3 separate regions of the Mus musculus genome follow, and regions 2 and 3 are each linked to region 1. The links are chromatin contacts, called in public HiChIP or PLAC-seq and promoter capture Hi-C maps. All regions are on one chromosome and are shown on one strand. The core of a region is the stretch at or near the end of the contact, and the rest is flanking DNA. Distances in the headings are between cores, read along the strand shown.

Evidence for each region. Promoter capture Hi-C pulls out the DNA fragments that hold promoters and counts their contacts. HiChIP or PLAC-seq counts read pairs in DNA pulled down with a chosen protein or histone mark.
Region 2: an H3K27ac HiChIP or PLAC-seq map of double positive thymocytes shows a contact between it and region 1, with 8 read pairs. The contact joins the enhancer-like site here to the promoter of Tmem140 in region 1. A contact is called at or near these places in 2 of 39 promoter capture datasets (macrophages and pre-B cells), 1 of 484 Hi-C or Micro-C datasets (nephron progenitors), 5 of 115 datasets of contacts at active chromatin or transcription factors (double positive thymocytes, embryonic stem cells, memory CD8 T cells and 1 more) and 3 of 9 other capture datasets (adipose tissue, liver and pancreatic islet).
Region 3: a contact with region 1 is called in a promoter capture Hi-C map of liver. The contact joins the enhancer-like site here to the promoter of Tmem140 in region 1. A contact is called at or near these places in 1 of 39 promoter capture datasets (liver), 4 of 115 datasets of contacts at active chromatin or transcription factors (bone marrow-derived macrophages, embryonic stem cells, extraembryonic endoderm stem cells and 1 more) and 3 of 9 other capture datasets (adipose tissue, liver and pancreatic islet).

Annotation. Positions count from the first base shown.
Region 1 is chr6:34,860,738-34,864,804 of GRCm38.p6, reverse strand. Tmem140 (transmembrane protein 140) reads right to left here and starts at 1,659. Exons shown (of 2, transcript NM_197986.3): 1 at 1,465-1,659. It also overlaps a transcript of Agbl3 not described here.
Region 2 is chr6:34,950,937-34,955,131 of GRCm38.p6, reverse strand. It overlaps Slc23a4 (solute carrier family 23 member 4), which reads left to right. Exons shown (of 8, transcript NM_001025573.2): 6 at 6-162; 7 at 1,114-1,367. Among named protein-coding and RNA genes, the nearest start is that of Slc23a4, 25 kb to the left of the region's middle. Within about 2 kb of position 2,686, at least 53 of the 459 cell types and tissues checked have an H3K27ac peak or open chromatin away from gene starts, as enhancers often do. A contact at or near this core is called in double positive thymocytes and memory CD8 T cells, where this site is marked.
Region 3 is chr6:34,736,790-34,741,338 of GRCm38.p6, reverse strand. The region is part of intron 3 of Cald1 (caldesmon 1); the gene reads right to left. Among named protein-coding and RNA genes, the nearest start is that of Gm38787, 6.3 kb to the right of the region's middle. Within about 2 kb of position 1,513, at least 6 of the 459 cell types and tissues checked have an H3K27ac peak or open chromatin away from gene starts, as enhancers often do. A contact at or near this core is called in liver, where this site is marked.

The DNA.
Region 1 (4,067 bases), core at 410-2,909:
ATGTGAGATGATAATACACACAATGTATGGAATGTTCATGCAAACATCAAGAAAAACACTGCGCTGTGTGAAACGGGATTCGGTAATACAAACAATTCACAGAAGAATGAACCTAGCAAGAAAAAAAAGATCTGTGTTTTTCCAGTGCCTCCAAGGTACGCTGGGTAACCTTCTTCTCCCTAAAGACTGTAGCTAGCATCCTCAGTGACACTCCAGATGCCAAGACTGGCTTCCTAACATGGTGACTCTGACTCTAAGGTTTGTGTTTTTGGCCAAATGACCCACTTTTACCGCCTTACCCCTAGGCAGTATCATAGAAAGGATGGAGTACTACAATGTCAGGCATAACGGAGGTCAGTTGTGTGTTAGAATGGAGAAGCAGCTTTTAGGAGCCAATTCAAAAGCACAGGGGTGGTCAAGGCATCCCTAGACAGGTGCACAGGAGAGAGAGGAGGCCATGGGTGGTCAAGGCATCCCTAGACAGATGCACAGGAGAGGAGAGGCCACGGGTGGTCAAGGCATCCCCAGACAGGTGCACAGGAGAGAGGAGAGGTGGAGAAAATCAGTCCTGTGGTGTTTCCCAGTGAAGGCCACATTAAAATGTTCCCAGAATTACGTGCTGTTGGTGAAAAGTGAGATTATAGAGCAAGCCACCATAGCCTTAGTAATTCGATAATGTGGGGACTAAAATAGCAGCTTAGAAAACGGGATGTGTGAGGCCTTGCTCCAGGCGCTGACTCTCAGACCTGCGATTAGGAAGACCCAGAGAGGAGGAAATACTGAAAACACACTTCAGCTGTCTCTGAAAGATTTCCCCCCACCCCCCCGTTTTTTTTTTTTTTTCTTTTCTCTCCTATCCAACAACTTGATTTTACAGATTAAAGAAGTGTAATGGGAGTTATTAATCAGCCAGAAAAGATAAGAAAGGAAAGAAAAGAAAAGAAAAGAAAAGAAAAGGAAAGAAAATAAAAGAAAAAGAAAAAGAAAGACCTGTTTCAAGGGACAATCCCCCCTCCATGAGTTTCCTTTGGGGGCTGATATCAGGTCTTAAAATCTTTTATGTCCTATAATTCTCTTTTGGACAAGAACACAGATCTTTTCTTTGTGTTTTTCAAATCTTGGTATCAGTTTGGCTGTAGTGACATGTTTTTGTCTGCCTGCCTACTTCTGGAGAACAATGTGTCCCAAAGCCACAGGTATTAATGGTACAAGCTTCCTGAACACCAGGCTGCATGCAGCTACCTGTGTGTTTCTAACCATTTACAGAGTTTTTGAGGCAGAGATGCACACAGTGATGCTTACGAGCATGGGGGCAGGACAGAGGTGAAAGGTTATATCACTCTCTGGGGAGAGAGGAGGCCACCGACACCAAGCAAAGCGTCCCCCCTTGGTTTGTTGCTAGAATGTGGAGTCTGGGAACTTAAACACCTCTTATCCCTTGTGGAGTTGTGGGGGTGTACTTACAAAAACCAACGCTGGAGCCCAGGAACACTCATCAAAAGGTGACACAGGAAATCAGCGTCTGTCTGGGGAGTCGATCTTCTCCTGGGCTGCTTTCTAAAGTCAGGCTCCAGAAACCAGGGCAGAGGAGAGAAGCTGCAAGCAGACAGCTCAGAGCTCCTGGGCTCTGCCTGCACTCGCAGGCAGTCGCGTTCAAGTAAACAGCTCTGAACTTTGGTACATTTGTGCTGACTGATGTCACTCTCAGCTGATTTCACTTTCGTTTTTTAACTTGCCTGTGTCTTATGACTTTTCAGAAATGAAGAGTGTAAACAACTTGTTGCTCATGGGAGCACATGACCCACAACTGGCGCACCCTGCCTGAGCCAGGTGAGGGTCCCGATTTTACTGTGCGAAAGTTGATACCAGCTTCCAGACCTCCAGGGCATTGCAACTCTTAGAGAAACACGACCCAGAATCTTTCTAGGGAGGGACCTTAGTTCACATGGCCAAGCTTCCAGCCAGTGTAGCTCCTGGAACCTGGGTCCCCTCTTCTCATTCCTTTGGAAGGCACCTATGCCTTGGACTCTCCTTTCAAAACTCAACCGATGATCTTGACTGTGTCTCTAGATTGGAAACTTTGCCGTTAGCAAAGTTATATCTAACAGTTATAGAGCAACAGAAACACTGTGTTCCCATTTCAAAGTAAAAGAGAAAGAAAGCTTTTAGTCTTGAGATCGCAGGGAGGGGACTCTTGCCTCCCAGGCTCACATGATCTCTGCAGCTTCAGAACTGGGTGAGCTTGGCAAAGACAGTAGACAGCTCCCAATAGCGCTAAACCCTTGGCGGCTTTCTCTACTTTCTACATGACACCCTGTACCTAACTGGGTCTTGGTTCATCCCAGGGGTTCCCTTTGCCGCCATGCTAGGTTAGATTTCTTGTTTCTGGGTCCCAGGCTTTTCTCTTTTCTGCTGTATTCACTTTTGGTAGAATAAATTCCAGGTGATTTACTGAGAAATGAGGGACACCAAAGGTTTTTTGTTTTTGTTTTTGTTTTTTTTTTTAATTTGTCAAACTGATATCTTTATTCTATTCTTAAACTTGTTCAAAGTTGGATAGAGTATAGTGTTTTTCTTTAAACTTAATTTTCCCATGCAACCTGGAGGCCGAGTTCCATGTTGTCTGCCTTTCCCGTTGCTAGGAAGTTCAGAGCTGGTCTCCTTCCCACTGTTGTCCTTTCAGCCTTTTGCCTTTAAAAGAAAGTGCCATTTTAATGAGGTCTTGCAAAGAAAAAAAAAATGAAATATCAACCATTTTGCCATTTTCAACTGGAAGCCTAAGTCCTCCACTCCCACCCCACCCCCTCACCCCCTTTGAGACACCACTTTTGCCCCTGAACTTCCTCACACCCTACCAGACAAATTTACTCGGGGAGAGTCTCCGAGCCCTTTGCTCTGATGTCTGACTTCCTGAGACCCACTATCTGTGCTGTTCCTGTGGAGCTGCACTTAGGGACGCTGTTGCCTCTTTTGAATGACGTGGCTCTTCTTAGAGTACTGCTGGTACTCTAGACAGTAGTCTGATCTCTCAGCTTGATGATTCGCTCCCACGCGCATCTTCTACCTTATGAAGAAGCTGGGCAAAGGTGACTGGTTCCAGTATGTCCAGCCTGTAAGGTTGGGAAGAGTCTTTGTACTGTGGTTGGGCGGAGGAGCCAGCCGGTGACTCTAACCTCCTAGTTGTACGTGATTGGAGCACCTTGCCTCTGCAGCTTGGAGGGGGAGTGAAGGGAGAGAGGGAGTCACGGTGGCATGCCTCCTTGCCATTATTATGAGGACTTAGTACCTTTACTTGAGTGTGTTTTTGCTATGTTTGTTATGTGTGTGAGTGCTCACACACCACACAGACACTGTGGTTGTCAGAGGACAACTTGCAGTTGTTTCTCTCTTTCTGCGTGAGTTCTGGCGATTCACTTCACATAATGAGGCCTGGAGCAGGGCTCCTTTACATCCTCAGCTGCTCACTGGCCCTGAAATATGGAGCAGAATCTTAGCAGGGCTGATGTATTTGAAATGGATTCCAGAATGATGGTGCCTAGGCTTTGAAGTTGCCTTTTGTAAATAGTGGTTGTTCTCTGAGGTTTATGGGGTTGCTCTTCTAAAGGACTCTCAGAGCCTTCCCATAATTCAGACGTGCCTGGAAAACAGAGAAGTCTCATTTGGCTGAGAGTTGCTTAGGTAATGGCTCCTTCAGACAATTCCTAGATCAGATAAGGTTTTGGTATGTGGAAATTGACTAGCTAAAAGTACCTTTTGTGTAACAATAAAGAGCCCTGCCCATCCCCCCTAAAAAAAAAAGTTTGGAGTTTAGTCCTTGGCAATTAAAACAGCATATATCTGAGTGATGAATGAGTCAAAGAAGAAATACAGAAAGAATTTTTATTTATTTCAATCCTGGAGTTAAATGGAAATGTACCATGCAGAACCCCTGGGACACGTTATGAGTGATCCTAAGAGAGAAAAAAATTTACAGCTCTAAGAACCTACACTAAAAAATCAGAAAGACCACAAATCAATGGCTTAATGCATCTCAAGAATTGGGAAAAACAGGAACAAACCAAACTCAA
Region 2 (4,195 bases), core at 1,437-3,936, 89 kb before region 1:
GGCAGGTACTGCTAGCTCTGTGCCTCTCGTGGCTCTTTTGCTTCGTGCTCACTGTCACCAACACCCTCCCTGAGTCCCCCACGGCATATGGATACATGGCCCGTACAGACACCAAAGGCAGCGTCCTGAGCCAGGCCCCCTGGTTCCGCTTCCCTTACCCAGGTGAGGAGAAATGGGTGTCCTTATGATCTGGGACACGGGCTTCCTCAGACAATCTGTGGGATGCAAGGCACTGGATGAAGGGTTGAAAGGGTTGGGGACAGATTGCAGGGAAAGATGGGCTCTAGGGAGACCGTGTATAACCCCTAAGAGAACAGGGTAAGGAGTGAGGCCCCAGGCTGCTCTAAGGTGTGCATGTGCTATTGGGAAACGAGCCCAGGTTCCATGTTTGTTCCACGTTTGCTACATCTCTGAGATAAAGCCTCAGCTATCTTTTTTGCTTTTTATATTGAGTCAAAGTACTGCTAAATTGCTCAAGCTGACCTTGAGTTCACTCCACAGCCCAGGCCAGCCTTTAACTTGTGGTCCTCCTGCCCCATCCTCTTGAGAAGCTGGGATTATGTTCATTACCCACTAAGCCGTGGTTGTTCTAAAAAGCCCTTGGGAACAGTAGACCAAATGCCATTATTCCGAGAGTTTTCCCAGAACTAGCAAAAGGCCTGTACCTGCCTCCATGTTACCCAGAACCCCCTGGTCTTGGACCCCTTGGCCTTGGGGTATGTGAGGGAAGATGCAAGAGAGGTCGTCTTGACCTCCAGGCAGATATTTGGGTCTCATGATAGGTTCTGGTAGGCTTAGGGCTGAATTAGAATATTTTGGGGGGAGATCAGAGCTTCCTTTAGTCTACTTCTGGTCTCACCTTGAAGTATAGGAAAGTAACCAGGGCTGAAGGTTGGGCCAGCCTGGTTCATGATATGTCTTTCTAGTCGAGACTTTACCTTCCAACAACTCCAAGGTGCCCTTTGAAGGAGGCGCCATTTCTACCCTCTGAGTGGAAAGGCAGGGCAGAAGCTGCCAAAGCTTCTGGACAGCTGAGAACTTCCCAGCCTTGTTAAGCTTCTAGAGACCCTTCTGACAAAGAAATGACAGGGTCCCCTTATGTCCCCTTGGCAGGGCAGTGGGGCCTCCCCACCATCAGCCTGGCTGGAGTCTTTGGAATCATTGCTGGAGTGATCTCCTCCATGGTGGAGTCGGTGGGCGATTATCACGCCTGTGCTCGGCTGGTTGGTGCCCCACCCCCTCCAAAACATGCCATCAACCGTGGCATTGGCATTGAGGGCCTTGGCTGCCTGCTGGCAGGGGCCTGGGGAACTGGGAATGGTACCACGTCCTACAGTGAGAACGTCGGGGCGCTGGGCATCACCAGGGTAAGACCACTGATGGGGTTCCTGGGGCGGGGCTGGGTTCCTGCAAACTAGTTTCCTGTTGTAGCTGTGACAACTCACAAAGACTGGGTTTAGATCAATATCACCCTGCTGATCTAGCAGTCAGAAATGAGGTGGGGACTGTATGGGGGCTAAAGCAGAGGTATGGACATAGAAACACTCCTTAAGGCAGGCCTCTTCTACAGGCTGTCCTGTCCCTAGACTGTGGCTCCTTCTTCCTCGTTCCCCTGTCACAGATGTGAAACACTGCCTACTCACAAAAAAACACACAGAGTTATGCTGAACTACCAGTGTGAGCCAGGAGACCATCCCTAGCTCACCAGTCCCAGCTCAGGCACCTCTGCAAAGTCCCCTTGCCAAGCATGGCAAGGCTATACACGAATACATATGGCCTTCCTACAGGGACTCAGCAAAGCCACAGGTGCCACCAACACATGATGGCTTCCCTTTGGGGTCACACATCAGATACCCTGTATATCATATATTTACATTACAATCCATAACAGTAGCAAAACTACAGTTATGACGTGGCAATGAGGGACGAAGCAATATGGAGGCTGAGGATGACTAGCCTAGGGGCTCAGAATGGGCTATCTCTGCAGGGGTCATGACCCTGATGTCAATATGTGGCCTTCTTTGGTTGTGGTGGGACAGACATTGCCTTTAGCCCGGCCCTGACTATTCAACTGTCCCTAGCCAGATCCACCTCAGGTCCCCAGGGCCCTGACAGCCAGAGACCTCTGAAACACACCCATTCTTCTGCAGTCTGTGTCTGAGGGAACCCATTCCGCCACTCATGTCATCTTTGACGTTCTGAGACATTCCTCTAGGTTCTTCTTTCTCTACAGGCCTCCCTGCCTGTCCCTCTTGGCTCCCTTCCTGATGACTCAGACTGACTGTCCCTGTCCAGTAGGACCTCACATTCTCTCTTAGCAGGATCTTACACATCTCCACTCCACCCATAACTTGACTGCCCGGTTTCTAGAGCCCAATTCTGACTAGTCTCTGTGTAACATCTATTCCACACCTCCACAGCCCCACCACTTCCTCCTAGAGAGTCCAGGAAGGATGGTGTTTCATTATCCCAACTTGCAGTGTCTTGTGGCTCCCTCCCTCCATGGCTCCAGTGTGCATCCTGGAGGAATTGTGCCTTCTGCTCCCGAACCCCAAGTGACCCGTGCTACTGCTGGAGCTGAAATCCACAACCAAATCCCCAACTACCTCCACTGCCGTTCTCGACAAGCCTAGAGGGTTTGATGCTTTCCCAAGGCTTGCAGAGCCCTTCATCCAGGCTGTGAGTGCACCACAAATGTAGCAGCTGGCTGTATAAGCTTGAAGCAGCAACCGTTTCCTTCCTGTTAAAGGGTACACGTCCTGTGAAGAACAGAAAATTACATTCCATCAACAAAACAAATTTTGGTGGGCATAGTTTCTAAGCTGGGGCCTTTTAAGAGAAGTGAAAAAGCAGGAAATAAAGGCCCACAGGAGCAGGGCAAACTGAATCAATAAGAGGTTAGATCAACTGATAGAGCACAGGTGCTAAGACCACTTGCTTTTATGGCTCACACTCCCTGCTGTGGCCTTTTTAGGCATTGCAACAATGGGTTAGTGTGTGTGTGTGTGTGTGTGTGTGTGTGTGTGTATGTTTGTGTGTGCATGAGTGTGTGTACACATGCATGTGTGTGTATCTGTGTGTATGTAGTAAATGTGTGTGTGAATGTGTGTGCATGTGACTCTGCGCATGTGTGTGAATGTGTGTATGTGTGAGCATGTGCATGTGCAAGTGACTGTGTTCATGTGTATATGTTGTGTGAGTATGTGTGTACATGTGACTCTGTGTGTGTGTGCATGTGCGAGTGACTGTGTATGCACGTGTATGTGTTGTTTGAGAGTATGTATAACTATGTGTGTGCATGTGACTGTGTGTATCTGTGTGTTTGTGTACATGTGAGTGTATGTGCATGCGGATCTCTCTGTGTATCTGTTGGGGTGTGTAGTGGGAGATCAGGCTGAAAGCCACAACGCTCCTCTCACTTCTCTAGGAAGTCACAGCTGTCTGCCAAGACGTCAGTTCTGAGGCCAACGGAGACCCAGTCTCCATGACAAGCTCTTGCGGTGATGGGCTTGGGCATGCCACTCCTTGTGAGACCTTTGGCACAACAGGCTGGACCTAACAGACCCACCTGTTTTACCTGCAGTCACACAGTCAGCTGCAAAGGCATTAAACAAAGCATTTCTGATGATTCTTAGTCTGGAAAGTGAAGAATAAGAGCATTTGTAATCTGTTCACTGGTTACTGCATTAGTGGACTTTAGCTAACACTAACATACCTTGAAAAATATTTTCTCACTGTGGGGAAAAACACAAAATGGAAACTCACCAACCTAACTATCTGGAAGCTTAGTTTAGTGTATTTACACTGTTACACACCAGAACGCTAGCCTCTTCCATATCACACAGGTGGGACTGCATGCTGGTATCCTTTAAGAAATTGGACAGACAGAGAAGGAGAGAGGGGAAGGGAGAAACAAGAAAAGAGAGAGTCTCTGTGAGTCTGTATGGCTTTCTGGGTATCTATGTGCCCGTGTGTGTATTACAGACAGGTTTCATGGCAGTAATCAGCCCTCTATTGAAGTGAACTAAGGGAATCTTGTAAGATTTTAGTCTCCCTTTAACATTCTGGATAGACCTGCATTCCTTGAATCCCAGCACTTGAGAGGCAGAAGGAGGTAGATCTCTGAGTGTAAGGCCAGCCTGGTCTACAGAGCGAGTTCCAGGACAGCCAGGGCTACACAGAGAAACCCATTCTC
Region 3 (4,549 bases), core at 264-2,763, 120 kb after region 1:
AGACTTTGGTGCTAATAAGCCAAAGTTGTTCAATAAAAGTGAAGACAATATTTTGTTTTAGTTAATTTGAAAATTGTCTTGTAGTTGCATACATTTAAAAGTTTGTATTCATTTAGGGACATCTCTTGCTTTGGGTGGGGGAGATTGCTCAGTGGTTAAAGCCCCTACTATATAAGAAGGAGGACTGGGGTTTGAATCCAACATAAATGAAGATAAGATAGATGTCTTCTTTGGTCAGATTTTGTTTTTCCCTTCAGTTACTTTATAATAGTGGTGTGTGTGTGTGTGTGTGTGTGTGTGTGTGTGTGTGTGTGTGTAGTTGACCACTGGTAGGTAGCTTCAATGTATGTGCAATGTGAGAGAGTGTCAGCTAAATCAAAGGTTCCATATTTCTCACTAAAACACGTATAAGTATCTTGATACTCATGCTGTGCTGTGCTGTGCTGTGCTGTGCTGTGTTGTGCTGCACTGTGTGTGTGTGTGTACACTTGCATGTGTATGTGTGTTTGCATGTGAATGTGTGCACATGCCTATGGAGGCCCCGAGGCTGATGTTGGGAGTCTTCCTTGAAGGTTTTCCCCCTGATTCATTGAAGCAGGATCTCTTAGTTGAACATGAAATTCCCTTATATAGCCACCTAGCTATCTTGCTTCAGACTGGAATTACAAGTGGGCCACTATGCCCACCTACATTTATGTAAGATTCGAACCCCAGTCCTCCTCCTTATATGGTAAGGGCTTTAACCACTGAGCAATCTCCCCAACCCAAAGCAAGAGATGTGCCTACGTGGACACAAACTTTTAAAATGTATGCAACTACAAGACAATTTTCAAATTAAAGAAAACAAAATACCAGAACTGTAGGCATCCAGTTCATCACATGTGAGTAATGGTAGCTTGTTCTTGTTAGATTTACAAGCTAGGCTTACATAGGCTTAGATCCAGTGCCTTTATCTGTGTCAGCTTTTTCTTCAATAATACTATTGAATACTATTGAACTATTGTATTGAATTGTACTATCGAATATTATTGAGTTATTCAGTAATATTTTTCTAAAGGTTGGTTCATTTGCTTTTTGTTACTTCAGAAATTCTGACTTTATGCTTACTAAAATCTGCTAGTGTGTCAAATATCAATATAAATGAAGTGTCACTCTATGTGTGCATGTGTGTTCTATCTATATATTATTACACATTCTACTAAACTGAGTGGAAAGTTTCCATAAATATGACAGGAAGAGTAGCATGGTAGAATTAACGTATGCCTAGATTAATAGCTAGAAACCTTGGTTCTCAGAAGGACTATCTGGCCCTTTGATCATCCTGTCATAAGTTCCTTTGGCCCTAGGTTTGTGGCAATCACATAGAAATTCTGGCTGTGTTACACTCGAACACAGTAATGGGCACCATCATCTTGATCATTGTTAGACAAGTTCAGCTAAGGAGCAGCCTCGTAAGGAAAGATGAGTTCAATTCTAAACGTGTTGAGTGTGAGATGACAACATGACACTATACAAATGTTCCCTCCTAATTCAATTATGGTGTCATCAGCAGGAAAGAGCCCTTCCCAGTGGTTTGGCTTCAAATTTTGGATTCTTGGACTAATATTTCTTTGGCTTACTTCTCAGTAGACCGCTCTAACCACAGCAGAGAGAACAAGTCCTTAAAAACTGCTTCACAAGCTAATCAAACAGGAATTTCTTTATTTGGTCTCTCTGTCTCAAGATTGGCCATGAAAGCACGTCTGTTTTGCAGCCTTCTTCTTCTGAAACAAGCAAGAGACATGAAAGGTATGTGTGGGGTACCCTCATGCTAAAAGCAAAACTCTCCCTCTTGTAAAGCAGTCAGATTTTAGCCAGTGTTTCCCAGTATATTTGAGGTATATATCATCTTCCTTTTCCTCTGTGAGTCTCATGGGTTGCTGACTGCATTTAGCTGGGAGATAAACTAGCTTTGCTACTATGGCTGCGTCAGCCAGCCTTCCTTCCTCTTGGATTTCTCACTGGAACCTGAGCAACCTCTTCTCTAATGTCTCTTCTCATTCTTCTTGCTTCCTGTAACTTAAAATCTAAGGGCAACCCACTAGCTGCTCAGAACCCCTCTTCTAGGATAGAGTTGCTAGAGGTTGCTCGGGAATGGTCTTTTACTCTTACTAATAAAATAAGGAATTAAAGCTGTTGACTAAGTTAAAACAACAACAAAGGCACCATCCTAGTGTCATGCTATTTCCAATCCTAATGGCACAGACTCTGGATGAAGAGCATATCAGGTACGGTAAGACTGAGGTACATTTGGTAAATCATTTGCCACACAAGCGTAAACATTGGTGTTACAGTCCTCAGCACCATGGAAAGGCTGCATGGATGTGGTGGGCCTTTAATCCCACTGTGCAGGAGGCAGAGACATGGGAACACTCAGACCAAGCTTACTAGGCTAGCTGAATCAGTGAACTCCAAGTTCAACTGAGAGACCCTGCCTCAGTTTCCAAGGTGGAGAGTAATTGAGACTATGCTGACCATCAAAACCTTGGTCTCCTTGTACATGTGCACTTCCTGTATACACATGAACACATGCAGAACCACACACATACCATATACACACATACTCACATGAACACACCAGAACTGTACCACACACACAACACATAATACACACAAACACACACTCAGAACCACACTATATACACCTCACATACATACATACATACATACATACATACATACATACAAAAACACAAAAACACACACACACACACAAAACCAAAAGAGAACATATCAGTTGGCTTTATAAGTTAAACCATGTGAATGACAAAGTTTTCAACTTGGAGACTCCTGGCTTCTAAAAACAGCAGTGAACCCTTTGTACATCCACCATGGATTAATTTTTCTGTTCTTTCTTTTTTCTTTTTTCTTTGTTTGGGTTTGTTTTGTTTTGTTTTGTTTTTGTTTTTGTGTTGTTTTGTTTTTGAAACGGGGTTTTACTATGTAGCTCTGGCTATCCTGGAACTCACTCTGAAGACCAGGCTGGCCTCAAACTCTCTGCCTCCTAAGTGCTGGGATTAAAAGTATGAGCCACTATGCCCCGCTAGGAATTGTTTTTCATACTAAAAAGTCTTGGTGGTTTGCTGTCCTGATTCTGAAAGTAATGGGCTCTTGATATGTTTTAAAACTAGACAATTACCTAATGCATAAAGACAAAGGCAAATTAGCTGCTTAGAATTATTCCAACTAACTCTGACACGACGCAAGTTTGATGTATGTTCCTAAGTATGTTTTAATTTTTAATAAAATGGGGTAATGTTATACGTATTATTTCACAAACAGTTCCTTTAATTAAACTTCTTCATGGATATATTTTAACACATCAACAAACTGCGTCAATGGAAACAGTATTTCATATCTACATACACCAGATGGTAATTATGCAAATATATTACAATCTAGTATTTCTCATGCTGAAAATATTAAACATGTTTTCCCAACTTTATGTCCCTATAAGCAGTGGTGCAAGGACTTCAAAACTTCTCAGAATTTAGAAGTTCTGTTTACGAAGTTGAGGGCGCTCTCTTTGGAGGCCACTGATGCTCTGATAAACTGGCCTCAGAAAGGTAACACAACTCCAATGATACGTGGGCATACTCACTTCAACACCACACAGAATGTGTCCAATAAGACAGACATGGTTGTAGGATCCTTACTATATCTGCTATAGCAGTAGCTGTAGTCTACGTTAAAGACAATGCTAGCATCTCTGATTTCCCCACACCAGCTGGAACCTTGTTTGAAACGCTGACTAACAAAGTTCCTATCTAACCAGATGGTTAGAGATGGATAACAAACCATTTTAACTTTCATCAAATTTCAGCAGATTCCAGTATTAACCAAGCCACTTGCGCCCACAGCACACAAAAAACCCACCTTTCCCAGACCACTCAGGAGCCATATGGGATTCTGTGGTCCTCTGAGCCAACTGAGAAGGACCCAGCTATATTTCATAAAGTTTTAATCAAACGTATTTCATTGTGATTTTTTAAAAAAAAGGTAATCTCCAAGTCTACTAAGCAACTCTTTATTAAATAAAACAATTGTATGTCCCTGAGCTCCTGAGCTGGGTCAGCTCTGGGAGGGTTGATGATGGAGTATTAGGCTTTGTTTCTTAGCATCCTGCTTTTGCTCATCTCTTGTCACAAACATCTGGAGACGTGATCCACCTTTCCAGTGAAAGGCCAGGGTTGCTAAGAGCAAAATGACTCAGCAAATATTTCAGACAAAGAGGGAGAATCTACCATGCACTCACAAACAATACTTACAAAGGAGTGCAAACACCCCCCCCCCCCCATAGTCTGTAACAATGACATGCTAGTGTAAAGAGCTAGTGTCTCTTCCATTCTCAGAACCTTTGCTCAAAGGCCCTGGTGTGGCTTGATAAGAAAATTCAAATCTACCTATCAGACTCTTTCCTAATGTCCTGGCTGTTTCAAGAAAACTAACTTAAGTCTTGTAATACTAGACCTCTGCTGCCTCCATATAGGACCAAGTTAAATTCTGGTTC